2 separate regions of the Salvelinus alpinus genome follow, and region 2 is linked to region 1. Evidence: chromatin contacts called from public Hi-C data. All regions are on one chromosome and are shown on one strand. The core of a region is the stretch at or near the end of the contact, and the rest is flanking DNA. Distances in the headings are between cores, read along the strand shown.

Region 1 (2,854 bases), core at 137-2,636:
TGCCCTTCCCCCACACACACACACATTGACTCTGTACCGGTACCCCCTCTATATAGCCTCGCTACTGTTATTTTACTGCTGCTCTTTAAATATTTGTTTTTAAATTTTTACTTATCCATTTTTTACTTAATACTTATTTATTTCAACTGCATTGTTGGTTAAGGGCTTGTAAGTAAGCATTTCACTGCTTGACCGAAATAAAAAGTGTGCCTGTTAACTACACTCTGCTCTCCTGCACCTGACTTCGCCTCCGATACACAGCATTTCACTGTAAGGTCTACACCTGTTGTATTCGGCGGATGTGACAAACACAATTTTATTTTATTTTATTTGAGATGGTGAAGCGGGATTCATCACTCAAGAGAAGGCGTTTCCACTGCTCCAGAGTCCAATGGCGGCGAAATTTACACCACTCCAGCTGACGATTGGCATTACGCATAGTGATCTTAGGCTTGTGTACGGCTGGTCGGCTATGGAACCCATTTCATGAAGATCCCAACGAACAGTTCTTGTGATGACATTGCTTTCAGAGGCAGTTTGGAACTCAGAAGTGAGTGTTGCAACCGAGGACAGACTATTTTTACCCGCTACACACTTCAGCAGTTGGCAGTCCAGTTCTGTGAGCTTGTTTGGCCTACCACATCGCGGCTGAGCCGTTGATGCTTCTAGGTGTTTCCACTTCACAATAACAGCACTTATAGTTGACCGGGGCAGCTCTAGCAGGGTTGACCCTCTTCAGTAAGGCCAATGTTTGTTTATGTAGATTGCATGGCTGTTGGCTTGATTTTAGACACCTGTCAGCAACGGTAGTTGCTGAAATAGCTGAATTCACAAATTTGTAGTTGTGTCCACATACTTTGTATATAGAGTATAGCTTGAAGAAGATTTTAAAAGAGAAATGGGCAAATATTGCACAATATAGGTGTGCAAAGCTCTTATGAGACTAACCCAAGAAGACTGTAATCGCTGCCAAAGGTGTTTTTACCATGTATTGACTTGGGGGGGGGGGGACGTATATAATCGAGGTACATTTGTGTTTTATATTGCGTTAATTTAAAAGAATATCAGTTTTCTTTCACTTTGACACTACAGAGTATTTTGTGTAGATGGTTGACAAAAAATTGCTATTATATCTGTTTTAATCCCACTTGGTAATAAAAAATGTGAAGAAATCGAAGGTGAGTGTGGACTTTGTATTGGCACTGTATTTCAAAATGTAAACATAGGAAATGCATATTACAATGTAAACACAGAAAACATGAGAAGAACAAAGGAATGATCTTTGTCATCAGGTGACATTAACACAACTTTCCTCTCTCCCGGACACCGGACACCATCAAGTCTTCGTTTAACAGGTGGAACAGGAACCCATCATTGGTGAAAGGTATGTGCAGGGCTATAAAAGCTCAGTCTTGGAAGGGGACAATTGAAGTCTGGTGTACAACCAAACTTATACTGTAGATCTACAGAGACATCATGAGAGTCACTGCAGCCGTCCTACTGGTCCTCTGTCTCCTGGCCGTCAGTCATGGTAAGTTACCATCATCTGAAACATGCTTGCTCAACTTGGAGTTGATGAAGTTTGCTCCATAATGTCATCCTCCTTTTTCTTGGTGTACTCTACTCATATGTGTTTGTCTCCATAGCATGGGACTGTCAGGAGGTAGTAAACATCAAGAATCTGATGCAGATCGATGCAGGACTGGGGCAAGTGGTTGCTACGGACACAAGTCAAATCCCCTACTACCTGGTAGGTGATAAATGGATCCGCCTGCCTGGTTCTCTGAAGCATATCACTGTAGGACCAGCAGGGATCTGGGGTGTCAACAAGGCAGACTCAATCTACAAGTATGTGGCCGGTAACTGGGTGCAAGCTGCCGGTAAGTGGAAAGCATTACTCAATATTTATCCAGACGACACCTTCTTTTTAGCTTTCCTGATATCATCAGGCTGTTGATTTTTTTTTAAATTGTAACTTGTAGGTCATTTGGCAGTACTCACAGATATGTGCTCCTTGTTTGCTTGTCCGTCCGTCTGTCTGTCTTTGTGGTCTTCAGGCCTTCTGAAACAGTTGGATGCTGGAGGTGCACAGTTTATTGTGGGGGCTAACATGGACGATACTCCATTCTGTCTGACACGTAGTGCCACAGTTGGCTACAAGGGTCCAGGCTCACCCCTTCCATGGACAGGATTGCCAGGAGCTGTGAAGTACTACAGTTGTGGACCCTTTGGGTGCTGGGCAGTCAACAAGAATGATGATATCTTCTTAATGAGTGTAAGATCTGGGAAAGAGTGTGAGAGCTGGAGCAGAGTAGTAGAGGATGGAGAGTGTCAGTTATTCCAAAACTGTTTCATATTATAACTGTTCAAATGGTCCTAAAACCCTGATTGAATCTGTTTTTCCAGCTGAATCAAGACTGCCAAAACAACGGGTGGAGTCACATTGATGGCAAGCTTTCCATGATTGAGGTGGCAACTGATGGTAGTGTCTTTGGGGTCAACTCTGCGGGTGATGTTTTTACCAGGTAAGGATGCTACTGAACTATGTGTATAATAATGGTATACCTTTAATTATAATTCTTATCCTTACTGTACATGCTTTGTGAAGCTCTTTACACAACAACTAAAATACTGTAGATACATAAATAAAATCAGTCAAATATAATCAGATCTAAACTTATAGGACTTATAAAGAAATGTATAGACATTGTATGATAAAATATGTAAAAGTGGGATGTCTTGTAAAGCTACAGTTTGTGATAGAAACAACAACTTCCCAGACACCCCACCACTTGTTTTGGTAAACAGCTGAGGAATGTAGTTAGAGACATGTAACCACTCTCAAATCCATACA
Region 2 (2,991 bases), core at 440-2,939, 150 kb before region 1:
GATGACTCCTTGCTGTCCCTAGTCCACCTGGTCATGCTGCTGCTCCACTTTCAACTGTTATGCCTGCGGCTATGGAACCCTGACCTGTTCACTGGACGTGCTACCTTGTCCCAGACCTGCTGTTTTGGACTCTCTCTCTACCGCACCTGCTGTCGCTAACGCTGAATGATTGGCTATGAAAAGCCAACTGACATTTACTCCTGAGGTGCTGACCTGTTGCACCCTCTACAACCACTGTGATTATTATTATCATCTGACCCTGCTGGTCATCTATGAACATTTGGACATCTTGGCCATGTTCTGTTATAATCTCCACCCGACACAGCCAGAAGAGGACTGGCCACCCCTCAGAGCCTGGTTCCTCTCTAGGTTTCTTCCTAGGTTCTGGCTTAGAGTTTTTCCTAGCCACCGTGCTTCCACATCTGCATTGCTTGCTGTTTGGGGTTTTAGGCTGGGTTTCTGTACAGCACTGAGATATCAGCTGATGTAAAAAAAAAAAAAAAAAGGGCTTTATAAATCTATTTGATTGATTGATTTTGTTCATGTGAGAAAGAATCTTATTTCAAGACTCTCCAGGCATGTCATATAACGGTGCTACAAATTCACGAAAAGAGGAATTGACTCTGAAGATGGTTTCTGAGTGTCTCTTCAATAAGGATTCATAATAAATAATAATAAAGGAATTGAAGGGTTCATTTGACTTGGAATCAAAACATACCTTCTGATCATTTCTGCCTCCAACTTCCTCCATGTCTGCTTTGCTCTTCTTTGGACTGATGAGATCTCTCAAAGCTAGACATTCAACTTCCATCTGAAAAACAATTAGCCATATCATATTAATTTGTCTCTGAACTGTGCAGAAAGGTCATTATTTAGTTTCATACAGTCATATTTCAGTCACTACTTTGCTATAGCCAAATGCAGCAAATAGATCGATCTATTACAGGGCCATAAGATATCAGTGGTCAGAAGATTTTGGCGCAAAGACCTTAGCCCACCTAACGTTAGCTGATGACTCTAGCTAGCTAACAAGCTAGCTATCTACTATCACATCTAATTCTGACACGTTCAGTACTGAATACTGCTACTGTAAAAGTCCTGATGGCAAGACGAATACACAATAAATAGCTAAATTGTAGCTATAGTACACAATGGAAACACTTTACCAAAAAAATGATGCAATCTTGGGAAGTATTTTCTTGGGGCAAATTGAGTATTAATACTGATCCATTCAACGTGACACTTAGCTAGCTAAAAGCTACCAGGTTGCAAGACAAAAAGTATATATACTGTTAATCAATAAATAAAACATGTCTATTTACTTAATACATACATACCTAACTACATTATTTACCTGCTGGCTGTCATCTAACTTACTGTAGCTAGGCTAGCTAACGTTAGTGATTATTATTTACTCACCTTCTTCAGCGTTTCCTACGTAACGTAAGAAGATAAAGTTGTCAATACCAACGTACAGTATCTCTAATTGCACAGACTTACTGGTGGTACGTTGTTTAACTCAAATCAACATAACTTTCATTTCTTAAATAAGCGGGCTTTCTTCTAATATCCAGCTGTAAAGTTTCTCCTGTCCCGCTAAAGTTACTTGTGTTGGAATTGCATTACTCAACAGGAATAGCTACAACCAAAAACACCCGCTAAAGCATTTTTTTCTGGCGCTCATGTGTTTCACTCAGTCGAGCCAATCAGCATCTAGATGTTGTGACGCGTACAATTGATTTATCCAATAGGCAAGGGGCAACAACCACGCCTCTAAAGATTTCTTGGCGGGGCAGTCCGCGCGGACTTGACTGGGAGTCATGCTGTTCAGTTTGACTGCTGCTGTTCATGGTGTTTGAGTGGCATAGCCGCGCACTTAGAAACCCTATTAATAACCTTAATCACAGAGGCGTTGTTGTTGCATGTATCGACTACGGACCCACTGCGGTTCCCTCTAATTAGCTTGCGTGGCTCAGGGAAACAGATGGGACAGGAGTGGGTGGCGCTCATTCTACCTGTGACACCGCGCGAAAAGTTGTAAACTGAGTAGCCCAATACCCAGGGTCCCGCCCTCAGGCTTTCCCAGTCCCTCGAGTTGTCCGGGTTATCACATAATCCCCGCCCAATATTTCAAGACGGTTTACTTTGAAAAATGTAGGTTTATAAAAATAATATATAATTCATATTATTGATTTATTTGCACAAAAAAAACAGAATGTTTTTCAGATACATGGGATTGCATATTTAATGTATTAGCAATTATTGTATTGTAAATGTAAACAGTGCAAAATTAGGAATGGAGAACAATTGGCTATTGATTGGTCCTGGTTGCCTATGCTATATCTCTGTTTTCAGAGAGATAGCATCTTCCCAAAGCACCTGAAACCCCGCCTCTTCAAAGAGTATTTTAAATAATCCCCCTCCTAAACCTCACCCCCCAAAAAAACTTTCCTGAAGCAACACTTGCTCTTGAACCCCCCCCTTCTAGCTCTGGCTTTGCTTATAGCTACTTTACTGAGGGAAAGTGTACTTACTATGACTGTGATATGTGGTTGTCCCACCTAGCTATCTTAAGATGAATGCACTAACTGTAAGTCACTCTGGACAAGAGTGTCTGCTGAAGGACTAATATGTAAAATGTGCAATGTTGCATTCTCTGCATGAACAGGGTGGATGGCAACATACTTTCAACAACAATGTGGATTTGAAACCTGTTGTTCTCTCTCTGAGAAGCTCTATTTGTCACTCAAAGAGCTGATCGTAGGCTATGTAACTGGATCCATTACAGTAGATAGCCCATTCTGCTTAGTAATCACAAGTGTGTCTGTCTGTCTTACCAAGGCAGTGTTGTGACATTGCCTTTTGTTTAAAATAAAAACCGTAGGATTACTTTGTTGTGAAGCATCGTATTCAATGTCCTCTGTGAAGTTATCATTACTTGCATCTTATTATATGAAGTTTACTTAGGGAGAGAGTTTGTTTACTGGCAAC

Evidence for each region. Hi-C and Micro-C count contacts between places; a contact is called where the count stands out from the background.
Region 2: a contact with region 1 is called in a Hi-C map of muscle, with 2.8 times the contacts expected there. The contact joins the promoter of e2f7 here to the promoter of LOC139533737 in region 1. A contact is called at or near these places in 2 of 3 Hi-C or Micro-C datasets (liver and muscle).

What each region holds. Positions count from the first base shown.
Region 1 is chr11:21,516,624-21,519,477 of SLU_Salpinus.1, reverse strand. LOC139533737 (fish-egg lectin-like) reads left to right here and starts at 1,386. Exons shown (of 5, transcript XM_071332054.1): 1 at 1,386-1,531; 2 at 1,647-1,880; 3 at 2,058-2,275; 4 at 2,407-2,525. The coding sequence starts at 1,477.
Region 2 is chr11:21,663,561-21,666,551 of SLU_Salpinus.1, reverse strand. It overlaps e2f7 (E2F transcription factor 7), which reads right to left and starts at 1,689. Exons shown (of 13, transcript XM_071332061.1): 1 at 1,501-1,689; 2 at 719-811. The coding sequence starts at 811.